Linked DNA regions of Gossypium hirsutum: region 2 is linked to region 1. Evidence: chromatin contacts called from public Hi-C data. All regions are on one chromosome and are shown on one strand. The core of a region is the stretch at or near the end of the contact, and the rest is flanking DNA. Distances in the headings are between cores, read along the strand shown.

The links. Hi-C and Micro-C count contacts between places; a contact is called where the count stands out from the background.
Region 2: a contact with region 1 is called in a Hi-C map of leaf, with 1.6 times the contacts expected there. The contact joins the promoter of LOC107901604 here to the promoter of LOC107913372 in region 1. A contact is called at or near these places in 4 of 34 Hi-C or Micro-C datasets (all in leaf).

Annotation. Positions count from the first base shown.
Region 1 is chrA11:35,307,763-35,314,701 of Gossypium_hirsutum_v2.1, forward strand. It overlaps LOC107913372 (SUMO-conjugating enzyme SCE1), which reads right to left and starts at 2,912. Exons shown (of 5, transcript XM_016841939.2): 1 at 2,440-2,912; 2 at 2,257-2,340; 3 at 59-211. The coding sequence starts at 2,508.
Region 2 is chrA11:35,528,446-35,535,384 of Gossypium_hirsutum_v2.1, forward strand. It overlaps LOC107901604 (protein IRX15-LIKE), which reads left to right and starts at 2,540. Exons shown (of 1, transcript XM_016827674.2): 1 at 2,540-4,018. The coding sequence starts at 2,818. The coding sequence ends at 3,783.

The sequences.
Region 1 (6,939 bases), core at 1,662-4,161:
AGACTGAAATACAACTATTCAAACACGTAACCATTACTGAAGAGAAGGAGATACGTACACTATCCTCATTTAGGATTGAAAGGCAAACAGTACCAGATGGATAAACATTTGGGTGGAAAAAGCCCTGGGGAAATTTACACTTTGGAGGCTTGCTGGGATAATCTTCACTGAAATGGAGCGTGAGCGGGAAGTAGCCACCCTCCCAATCAGTCTGTAACATAGATGATGCAAGGAGTTAAGCTATCCAAACATTAAAAGAAACACAGCTACAACTATTCAAACATGCACACTTTCTTTAAATACTCCTCTCTATATATTCGCACAACACTCTCATGAGTCCTTTTAATCAAATATTTGACTTTCTAAACATGATTTTTTTAAGAAAAAGAAGCATTTTGACGACTTTAATAAATGCTCCAGATAAAATTACAAGCATCCAGACATCACACCTTCAAGCTTGTCCATATAAAGAACAAAAACTCAGATCTGAATAGTAACGACAGATAGATAGAACGAATTGGGCAAAAATAATATTGAGAGGAATTGAATAAAAGTTGCAGACATCATTCAAGAAATTAATATATAAGGCAAATAAGGAAATCGACAACCAAAATTTCAGAGGTGCAATATCATTACAAGATCAAAACCAATACCACAAAGCTGTCACTCTTCAAGTTAAATAACAACCACCAATGCTGCAAAGAAAATCTAAAACTTGCAGCACAAACTTGTTAGCGCTCAATCTGTCTGCAACATACAAATAGTCAAAAACCTCATGACTTAAAATTCTAGAAAAGGCTGTTTGAAGTGCCATGCTACTTGTTGAAATTGTTGATGCCTTAAGAAGCAAGCAGTGAGCTACTAGATCCCAAAATCTTTCTCCTGGTAATATCTAGAAATACCCATGCTTTAAATGGTGATCCACTTTCCAAGGTTAAGAGACAACAAAAATACATATTTTTATCACCACCAGATGAATTTCAGGAAAATACAATAATGGTCAATAACGCAAATGAATCTACATTAACACAAAATAACAATGATGAATGCAACCTAATTCTAACCAACACCCCACACCAGGTTAATTACTGAATAACTAACAAAGGACAAGAACTTCGATCTATGTTAGTGAACCACCAAATAAAAACAGCCAAAAATGATAGGAAAATGGACTGTCAGGATATGCAATTCAGTTAAAACATGCCTCTGTGTGCTTGTGTACTAAAGCAAAGAAAAGAGAAAGAGAAAGCTAGAGCTTCAGCAACCATTAGAACTCCTGAAACAGAAAGGAAGGAGAAATGTAAGAATAGCTGAGATACTCATAACAGCTTTAGACAAGAGGGAAGTGCAGAGGAATTAAAACTGATAGCAATTAGTTTAAAGCACCTTATGATAACAGAACTCTTGTCTAGGGGCCACGAATGCCACATAACCATTCTATAACCCATTAAAATAAGGATAACAGTACCAAGTTGTGAGAATCTGAGAAACAACTAATATATTGCCAGGCTTCCAGTCCACAAGTCCTTGTTCACAACATGATTGATAAAATCATGTAAAGCTGACTAGTATAAAAAATCTACATACAGTAACATACTGACCATCAATAGATGATTGTTTAAATATAACGAAAACTTACTTTCTAAAAGCCTAAAATCCATTATTCCTTCCCCTTTTTATGTACCCAAAAGAAAAAGAAAAACCATATTAAATTGTCAGCACACAGTCTTCAATATCCATCCATGTTTACTATCAATCACCATTTTCCTAAAATTCTCGAGAAAAAATAAAAAAGAAAATAACATATGATGTAACCCACAAATATATGAAAAACTTGTTTAGGCTCGGCATTCTGAATGCGAGCTAGTCATACAAACCACGCATATACCATATGCACCATAATAGAAAGAAATATTCCTATTATCCTATATGGAAAGCACAGCACTCAATTTAATCCAGAATTATCAATATCTTTGCTAGTCCATGTTTTAACCCAATAAAATCACATAAAACTTGGGTTCATTTACATCAATCAGCAGCGCCCTCTCTCTTTAAAGGAAAAAAACCTCTCTAAGGCCAAAACGAAGAAACGAACCCTAAAATCTTAAAATCTATAAACAGCACAACAGCATCCACGTCCAAAGAAATAAGAGAAAATAATTGACGAACCAAACTCAACAAGCAGAATCCATTAAACTTTATCGACGATAATGAAAAAGAAAAATACAGAAATTAAATAGAAGTTCTTCGACTTACTCCTGCTTTACCAGGGATCGTGCAATGCCACACCATCAAATTGACCGTTCCATCAGGCAACGTCTCTGGTTTCGCAACAAAACCCTAAAATTTCAACAACAAAAAAATCAAACAAATAAAAAAAAATTAAAACATGAAACCCAGAAAAAAAGAAACAAGAGCAGGGAAACAAACTCCACGGACATGGGGATGGTTCTTCCTCCATGCCTTACGTTCCTCGGCGAGTCGACCACGCGCTATTCCTCCCGACATCTCTCTCTCTCTCTCTCTTTTTCTCTGTGTCTTGTCTTTCAGATTCCGGCCTTCTCTTTCTCTCTCTAAAACCCTCACCCAAATGTTCTTTCTTCCCCTTTCTTAAATAATTGTTTTTTTTTTGGATTAATTTTAATAATAAAGAAAATTATATTAAAAAAAAAAGGGCGTTGATGGAATCGACTTTTCCATTTTCAATTTCTCTTGGTCGTCTAAAATAAAAAGAAAATAATAAAATATTAATTATTTTGGTCTTCCGGTTGTGCCCTTGATGAAGAGAGGAGTCGTTGCGCCGAGTTGACCAAGAGAGAAACGTGCGGTTAAGATTTGATCTGGTGGGGTGGGTCCCAATCCCAAGGGGTACCTTCGTTGCTTTTAGATATATGTATATTTAGGTTGGATTAATTAATCTTTGGCTTTAAAAAGTTTAAATACAAAAAAGTCAATGAATTAGCTGTTGTATTATATTCCGGCGTGAAATCCACGCCACTATACTCCTCGCCAGTCACGTGCCTTCTTTTATTGGGCCACGCATAGAGCTTGAGCCCATTATTGGATCCATTAAAGCCCGAGGTTGTTTCAAATTTCAATTGCCAACCACTTAATTGGTTGACCAAATTCCAAGATGGTAGTGTTATGATTATCAACAACCTCATTTAATTATTAAAAATGTTTTAATTTTTACTTGCTTGTTAAACGCAAATAGCCTTTTTTTTTTAGGATTATATATATTTAACTCTCATTTAATCTGAAAAAGCTTTCTATTTGTAGTTGCTCCAATTTAATATTTAAATTATTGTTATAACAAAGCAGCTTATGACAAAGTGAAGTAATAAGTAAAGTATGAGAGAATAAAGATCAACTTCGGATTCATTAATTCTACTTTGTAAAGCCTTGCTCAGGGAACGGTTATATATACTAATTAAATTGAATTACCTATTGACTTAAAACCAATTTACCCTTATAACAATAGATAATTGCAGCTCAATATTGAATCTAACTTTTACAATCACTCTCCCAAATTATCCTCAAATGCAAAATCTTGAAAACTCTTTAAGTAATACTTCAAACAAAATAGTAAAAGAATACACAATAAAGCAATCGAAAAAGACACTCTAAAAACTATGTCACAATGTGCGACTAACCTACTTATTTATACTTCTTCGAGAGTCATTCTAGTCAAAATCAGATAAGATTTTATCTTCAATTTAATAGTTGATTTTAACAAATAGCTTATTTTGAGTCCCATAAAACTCTTCATAGTACAACTTCTCAATAGCTTCAAACTTTCTTAAAGTATAATGATAAAGTCTTTCAACAAATGAAATTGTAACACCCTAAATCTATCTCTATTGTCGGATTATGGTTATGGAGCATTACGGTACAATAGCAGAACCTTTAATTTCAAAACAAAAGTAATTATTCAATTTATGTATAAATTCCAACATCTCATCTTAATCGTAGCAACATACACATTTAGGCCTTAAATCGAGCCTTCGGGCCCTAAAAATAATTTGCGAACAATTAGGGATCAATTTGAAATAAATTAGAAAATTTTGGAAAAATATGAAAATTTTGGAAACAGGGGTCACACGGCAGTGTGGCTAGGCAGTGTGACATAGTCTAGACAGTGTGGACGTTCGAAGTCTGGACACAACCATGTCCCAACTCGTATACCCGCCCATTTGGTTATTCGAAATAGGGTCACACAGTCATGTCGCAGATTTTGTGCTCAACCGTGTGTATATTCGAAGTTGGGTTACACGACTGTGTCGCAGGACATGTCTCAAACCGTGTGAAACCTGCACTTAAAAACAATAAAGACACACGACCGTCGAGTAGACCGTGTGCCACACATGACCGTGTGACAGCCCGTGTCCTAGGCCATGTGTCCCAAATTAGCCCCTAAAACAAGCCATTACAACTCTTATTCTTGCCTAACAAGGTACACTATTTGCACATACATTTCTATGATCAAAACACTCTTCAAACTCATTCAAAATATACCAAATCAAGTAACCTATAAATTCTAACCAATATGCTATTCAAAGGCACCACAATCATAACAATTTCATACATTCAATGCTACATTATAACCTAAACATCATTACCATATTCACACATTATGAAACCACTCTAAACATATATGAATAAGCCACATTTTTTTAATGCATTTAAAAGTGACCCAAAGACATAACATACATATACATTTACAAGCCAAAACAAAACATGTACCAACCAAACTAAAGTCTTATATACAACTAAGTTCAAACAAGGCCAAAACCTACCATAAGTTCTTACTAAACCAACATACCTATTACATAAAATTCCTATACATGCCATTCATTACCAAAAGATGAAATATCCAAAAACTACCAAAATGAACGATGAATAGTGTGATAGAGCTCCAATAGAAATTCAACTAAACAAGCTTTCTGAATCTACAAGACAGAGCAACAAAATATCACGTAAGTGAACGATGATTAGTAAGTTCGTATAAAAGAACTAAAACTTACCAAATAACAATTCCATGATTAACCATTCAAGCATTGTTAAATTCATATATGCATAATTCCTCCTATATACACCATTTCACAATTAGCAAATAAATAAATATTGAAAGTACATAACTCATTATATGTGCCATATCATGCATAAGGTCTTAAAATTAATATCATCAAAACATAATCAAGCATCTTCTTTCTCAATTCAACAAAATACATAATTATTTCAAAACATATACAAACCTTTACCAAATGGTTCATTCCATGATTCCCTTTTCCATACATCCTTTTCATTTAATATCATTTTTAGATATATCCTTTTCAACTTTTCATGTGTTATCCCTTTCAGGTAATTTCCTTTTCAACCTTTTCATGTGTTATTCTTTTCGGGTAACTTCCTTTTCAACCTTTTCAAGAATTTGGAAGAATCGAATGAAATGCCATTGTGTCTTTCAACCATGGTCTTTTTCTTTTCAAATATAATATCATGAGATATTACAATCCCGATCCTTTCTCCGATACAATTCAAAGCAATCTAAAAAAATATTACATAATTGCATATATAGAGAAAACCATCAATTAATCTTATAAATTCAAATGTAAAATTAGAAAATAAGATATGAACTTCCTTTGATAAAACAGTTGTAAAAACGAGGCTGATATTTAGTTCACCATTTTAGCTTTTCCTCGATCTAAGCCTGGTTGATTAGTATCTCGATCTAAATATGAATTTCATTCAATTAAGCATTTCAAATAGCTTAAAACAACCAATTTCCAACTTATAACCCCTTTCACTATAAATTATAAATTTACTTCTAACATTTTATCTTTTATACAATTTAGTTCTTAACCCTTAACTTGCAATTTCACCACTTTTCCAACCAAAACCATGCTAACTAATTTTACTAGAGTTTCCATACAATCCAAATTTACCTAAATTTCACATTAGTATCATTGGATTTTACACTTTCAACAATTTAATCCCTAGTACTCAAAATCACTAAAATCTTTTAACAAAATAAGCTCATTCATCAATCAAACTTAAATTTCTATCAAACATCTTCACAAACACATCAAATTAATTCATGGCAAGTCCCTCAATCTTTAAAAATTTTGCAAATTAACCCCCGAACTAGTTAGATTAAGCTAATACAAACTTAAAAACACAAAAATTACTAAGAATAAGTAAGAATTACTTACTATGCAAGCTAAAATCTCTTAGCCGAACCAAAACTCTAACAATGGTGTTTTTCTCCCTTTAATTTCGGTGATAGCACTAGGAAGATGACAACTCTCATTTTGTTTGTTTTGTTTTATTTTTTACTTTTCCAAATTACCACTTTAACCTTAATTATTTTAACTAACAAATAATAACACGAGTTCAACATTAGGTATGATATAATTACCAACTAAGTCCATAAATTTTCATTTTCAAAGCCACTTAATCCATTTATTTACTAAAACTCATCTTTTGTGTCTTTTACAGTTGGTCATTTTTATCTAATTAACTATTTAAATCTAAAAAATTCTCAACGAAACTTTAATAAGACTCTAATAATTACTTGTAAACTTTAAATAAATATTAAAATTCTAACTCGCTCATTGGATTTATGGTTTCAAAATTATTGTTTTCGCCATCACTGAAAATGAGTTGTTATAGAAACTTTCCTCTTTTCTTTTCTAAGAAAATCAATGTATAATAAATGATCATACCATACTCTAGCAATGGAATTCTCTTTAGTAATATTTCAAAACTAAACCACATGAGTCAAATATGTAATGAAAATTTTGACTTATCAAAATTAGATGTTTTATTTGTTGTTCAAACACTAAAAAAAAAACAAGATAATAAGGTGGACAGTCAAAGTTCCTAAAAATATCAATTAATACAGGTGACAAAATTTATATTAACGTTATTTTGAAAATA
Region 2 (6,939 bases), core at 1,290-3,789, 220 kb after region 1:
TTAGCAGCCAGGTAGAAATCTTCCTTGAATTGGAGAAAAATTATTTTGGAGGATTGGTTTGATCCTCGTAGCCATTATTTTTGTGATAATTTTGTAGGTCATGTTGCTTAAACTAATGGACCAAATTGAGTGATTGAAGATGCTTCTTGACACTTGGGAATAATAGCAATTAATGTATTGTTAATACCTTCTGGGATGGTTCCACTCCGAAAGGCCTCCTTAACCATGTGGCAGAATTTGAATCTTACCTATGGCCAACAACATTGAAAGAAAAATGGGTGTAATCCATCCGGATCCGGAATCTTTCTAGGCTTTAGGGACCGTGCTGCTTTAGCTTTTTATACGTACGTTAGTGTTGGAAATTTCGGGCCACAGGAAACCCGTTTGAGGAGGAACCATATAGATTCGCGCTTGCAACTTTGGAATAAATCAATGAGGAAATAATATAATTTCGTGACTAACGTTGTAAGTGCAAAATTACCTATCAAAAGGTATCATTCATACAAAGGGCTTGGGCTTCTTTTATCACAAAAGCAATTAAATGTACTTTAGTAAAATCTTAAGCAAAATAAAAAAGGAAAAACTTTAATCGAATGGCATTAAAGTAAATAGCAACCCAGTGAGTAAAAAGGTGAAGAACTAAGTTTGCATGTTCTCAAGAAAATTTGTCTTCAATCATATTTAATGATAAGAAGAAACAAAATTGCTATTATAAAATGATATCCATTTTCTGTATTAAAACATAATCCATCTAGTTGATGTTAATAACTACTCATTTAATTTTTATTTAATGCATCGATGTTACCCAATTTATTATCAAATTTTGTTTATAGTAATGGTATCATTTTTTTCTTTTCAATACTATAATAATAAAAATAATAATTACTAATTAAATATTTTAAAATATCACTTTTATTTCCATCACTAAATACCTAATAAAGATTCTTTAAAAAATCCATGCTTCTTCAACCTCCATCTTGTTATGATTAAAGATGGGGTAATTTGACAATTTTTTTTTATTTTAATTACTTCATTAGTGTTCATCAGTCATAGAATATCTTCCCCATGTTGAAAGCCCCAAACTTTATGTCCCATCTTTGAAGCCAAATGCACTTAAACATGTGCCCTTTTTATCCCTTAATAATGCCCTTCCCTTTAATCTTTCATGCTTTGTGCTCCATTTCAATGAGCAAAAAACATGGATGCTTTATTGGCCAAACAGAACGTTACCAATCCACAAAGGTCATGTCAATGTTGTTTTGTTTTCTTTAATGTAAATTGTAAGTGTTAATTGGACCATAGAACTAAAGTATTAAAGCTGCCCCTTTGGCTAAAAAAGCACAAGAGAGGGGATATTATCTTTGTTGTTTTTTTTCTTTTTAGAAATCTGTTCAGTTTTGTCACTTGAAAACGATGGTGTGAAGCCTTATGTTAGTTTAACCAGTGGCACATGAGAAAAGAGCGTGGTGAAACCCAGGAGAGAACTGTTCAGTCAACTGGCCCATACCCTACCTAATTTTTTTAGGGCTTCATATTTTATATTTGCAATCCAAATGATAAAAGATGAGTTTACTGCAATTTTAACCTCTCTACTATTGAAAATATAATATTTTAGTTCTTACACCGTAATTTTGAATGATAATTAACATAGCATTAAATTAAAAATAAAAAATAAAAACTTAAACAACCATTTAATCTAATACTATTATTCTATCAACAACAAACAAACTAATGTGCAAAATCCAATGCGACTAAAATAAAATTTTATAGAGGGCTAAGCTTTAACCGACAAGTTTAGAAGCATAAAGTAAGATGGTCTGACATTACCTTTTCTGGGCCACTGTAAGGATTGTCACCATTTCCTTGTACTGTAATAACCTTGTTTGAAACAAGTAATGCTATTGATTATATTACCTTGCTGTTCAAGTCATTTGTTAATCTATTCTGTTCATAGCTGTTAAGCCACTGAGATCACTGATTCACATGTATAATTGCACAATCCCATGCCTCTCCAATAAGAAAAGGGACTTACACAACTTTCCTGCAAATATAAATTCCTAATGAACATGATTCCTTAGATCAGCTGAACTTGTTATGAAAAATATGGGTTTTTGGGTTATACTTTGTTCATATATAACTATAAACCAGACTATCAGTTAATTTAAAGGAATATAAAAGAACCTGCATACTTAGTCTGTGACTCTGTTCATTCCAAATCCAGGTTTCTGCAAATGGGAAATTTGGAGCAGGTGAATTGTCACCTTCAAATGGAAACTCATTATTTAAGAAATGGTATATATAAATGTATAAAAAAAAGGTTACTTGAGAATAAAACCCAAAATTGATGAAGGAAAAGCGACATTTGGCTTCTAATTAGTTATCAGGTCACTACAATATTATATTCCCCATCTACTTTCCTTTTGCCCCTCACCAGGCCCCGGTCTTCAACAACGCCTCTTCTCCTCTGTTTCTTTCATACCACTTCTAATTTTGGATAATCCCTTTTCACCATTCTTTCACCCCAAATAATCATCACTTCCATGTTAGTTTTGCAGTGAAAACAAAGCCAACCTACTTTTCAAAACCCCAAAAGCATAAAAAGGAAATACTTAAATGGTTTTCCATGTGGTTTAATTTGGTTTTCTAGAATATTATTAGGTTGACTTTAATGTAATTTAACGTAATGTCACTTCATGTTTGCCTAATCCTATATTGTTTCAACCTTCTTTAAATCAAACCCCATTTTTCTCTGATTCTCTCACCAGTCAAAACATTCTTCTCCACGATTGCAAAAGCAAAAAAAAAAGAAAAAAAGAAATGAAGAACAGTAACAGTAATACCAAGCTAATCCTCCTCCATCCTTATATCCAAAAACAAGGCAGCTCTAGCAGATTATGGCTCCTTGCCTTCATTTCCTTTTTCACTATTGCCTTCCTTTTAACTCTCATATACACCCGAGAGTCTGTTTCCGGTAGAACTACAGCAGCCGTAAGGACAACCGTGAGAGGCCCCGGCTCATCTGTGTCCGCCTTTGGTGGTGGTGGTGGTTCACTATTGCCCACCACCGTCATCAACACCCTTCTCCATTATGCTTCGAGATCCAACGACAGTTTCCACATGACATATGCGGAGCTGAAGCCGATCTCTGATGTCCTACGTAAATGTTCCTCCCCATGCAACTTCCTCGTTTTCGGTCTAACACAAGAAACCCTCCTGTGGAAAGCACTGAACCACAATGGCCGCACCGTTTTCATCGACGAAAACCGGTACTACGCGGCCTATTTCGAAGAGTTGCACCCGGAAATCGACGCTTACGACGTCCAATACACGACCAAAGCAAGCGAAACGAGAGAGCTCATAGCATCTGCTGAAGTACAGATCCGGAACGAATGCAGGCCGGTCCAAAACCTGCTGTTCTCAGATTGTAAGCTGGGAATCAATGATTTACCGAACCATGTTTACGAAGTGGATTGGGACTTGATATTGATCGATGGGCCAAGAGGCGAAGGAGACGAAGGCCCTGGAAGGATGCAACCGATCTTCACGTCGGGGGTGCTTGCAAGAAGCAAGAAAGGGGGCAATCCCAAGACGCATATATTTGTTCATGATTATTATAGAGATGTGGAGAAGATGTCTGGGGACGAGTTTTTGTGCAAGGAAAACTTGGTGGAATTGAACGAAGTGCTAGCACATTTCGTGGTGGAAAGAATGGAAGAGAATAGCTACCAATACTGTCGCAACAAGAACATCAATACATCAAGGAAAGCTTCATCTTCATCTTAGTTCATGAATGTGATGATCATATATACATACAGTCCCAAGCCAAGGTGTCAAGAATGGTATAAAGGAAGGTGAATACGTACGGATTATTTATCATCATTTGAAAACATTTTATAGATGGATCTTTTCTTTGTTGGGGATGGTGTTTGTGTAAAAAATAATTTTGTTTTTGGCAATGAAAATTGTAAGCTCATTGAATCAGAAGATCCAGAACTTGAAAAAGAAAAAAAAAAGACTTTCATAATTAGGCTTTGTATATTGGTATAGTATGCTGATGATAAAAGGTGAAAAAAAGAACACCAGGATGGATAATGTACGATGAAAACTTAGTATGAACAACTATGGTTTGAAATTGTGAAAAGTTATGTGAGAAAATAAAATGTTTAAAAAATATCCTGTTAAAAAAATGATTTTTTTTGAAGTGTAACAAATATAATATAATACAATTAAAGTATAAATAAAAGTTCAAGAAATGTAATTCAAATTAAAATTAATATATTATCTTGTTGGTCATTTAATTTTTATGTCGCTTTTATTTTGGTCACTCAAAATGAAATTCTTATAATTTTGTCACTTAATTTTTAGGTTGCTCTCATTTTAATCACCCAACTATTAAATACATTATGTTTATACTTTCGTTTTATTCACCCAACTTCTATGTTTTTTCATTTTAGTCATCCAAAAAATATTTTTTTCAGTATTGATCGGAATAAAATACATTAAAGTGAAAAGGTGAAAAAGTGGTATAAACTAAGATAATGTTTTAAAACATGTCAAATTGTACTTACTTACCTCGTTACCGAAAGTTCTAATTTTTTTTCCAATATTGAAAATTTAAATTTTAGTATTATATATATATGTATTTAAAATATTTCACTTATAGAAATATTTGAAATATCATACCCATAATGTAGAAAAAAACAATGACATTTTAAATATTTTACATATAAAAATAAATATTTGAAATAATTGTTTCATTTTATAATATTAGAAATCACCATACCCACATTATACATGGATAAAATAAATATTTGACATATAAATATTATATATAAAAAATTAGTTGATGTTTATATTATATTATATATTATAAATGAGTTGTTAATTTCAAATATTTTTAACATAATGATATATGTAAAATATATATTTTTATTATATAATTACATATTTATTATTTGATTTTATGAATAACAAAGTTATTAATTAAAAAGATTTAAAAAGAATAATTAAAAAAATTTAAAAACAATATATTCATTAATTAAAAATAAAAAAAAACTTTAAACAACATAAAATAAAAAAAAATTACAAATATATTTAGAGAAAGGAAATTGAACTTAAGTTTGAAAGATGAAATTATTATATTTAACCATTTAACTAAGGAAGTTGATATGTTAATAATAATAATAATAATAATAAGCTTAAAACAACATGAAATAAAAAAAAATACTAATTTTATGTGAGTGAGAGAGGAATTGAACTTAGAACTCAATAACAAAACCACTAATATTTAACCATCTAATTAAAAAAACTAATTATACTAAAAAAGTCAAAATTTGTAACTTAATTCCTGTCAATTGTGCAGAAAGTGTGCGTGCTTTCACACACTCTCTAAAAGCAGTCTACTTTCCTATATTTTAAAAAAAACGGCATATTTGACCAATAAAGTTTTTTTTTCATATATGGCTAATTTAACTTTTTTTTAATATGTTTCTTGTTTTAATATATAGTTATTGATATATTTAATTTGTGGTCCATGACATATGTCGCAAAATGTATAAATTATTCTATTTTAAAAAAATATATATAGGTTTAAGAGTGTAAAAAATCTTCAAATTTTTAAAAAAAAAAAGCAATTGAGTCTTTATTTTTTTTTACACTTAATTAAGTACTTGAACTTTTAAAATACATAAAAAAGGCCCTCAAACTTTTTCAAAAAAATTAAGCCCTTGTTTTTTTTTTTGCACTCAATTGGAAACTTGAATTGTTAAAATGTATCAAAAAGGTCCTTAAACTTTAAAAAAAAACAATTAAACAATTTTTTTCCACTCAATTCGGTATTCTAATAGTTGACCGGTAAAGTTAATTGCCCCTAATTTTTTCAGTTAAAGCCACCATGTGTCACAACCACTACGTGACATGCGGCAAAAAATATAAAAATAAAAATCAATAAAATTTATAAAAATATTAAATTTTAATAAAAAAATATAAAAATTAGAAAAAATATAAAAAATATAAAAGTGTAAAATTTTATAAAAATCATAAAAAAATTATAAAATATATAGAAATATAGAAAAGAAATTTACAAAATTTTATAAAGTAGTAAGAAAATTATAAAAAATGTAAAGAAATATACAATTTGTAAAAAAATTATAAAAATTCGTTAACTTTAACGGTCAACAGTTAAAATTTTTTTTATGCATTTTATATTTTTATATTTTTATAAAATTTTACAGTTTTTATTTTTTTACGATTTTTATATATACATTTTTTAATTTTTAATATTTTTATTTAAATTTAATAACTTTTATAATTTTTTTACAGCATGTCATGTCGTAGTTGTGACACGGGATGGCTTTAACTGAAAAATTAAGAACAATTAACTTTAACAGTCAACTGTTAAAGCACCCAATTGAATGAAAAAAAAAACCTTAATGGTGCACACGTTATTGGCAGTAATAATAAATTATGTTTATAAAAGTATTATCATCATAATTTGGTATTTTAATTTTAAAATATAAAGTTGTATTTAATGTAATGTCACCTCATGTCGGCTAATCTTTTAATGAGTTTGAATCCAATAAAGTTACCATATTACAAATTTTTAAAATTAAATTCATTTATATTTTATTTTTTGCCAAAATATTACTTAATAATATAATATGATTAATATAGTAAATATAAGTTTACATTTATTTATTGATAATTAATTTCATAAAATACGTTTAATTTCTATTAGAGGGTGAGTGTCTGATCGAATCGAATCAAATGAAAAAATTTCAAGTTGACGAATCATATTTTATCATGTTAACTCAATTTAAAATTTTCTCGAATCGAGTTGAGATGAAATTCAAATCGAATTAAACCTAATATATTTGTTTGAATTAAATTAAAATAATGACTTTGGCCCCTTGTAGTCATTGTCACCCACTGTAATCAAAT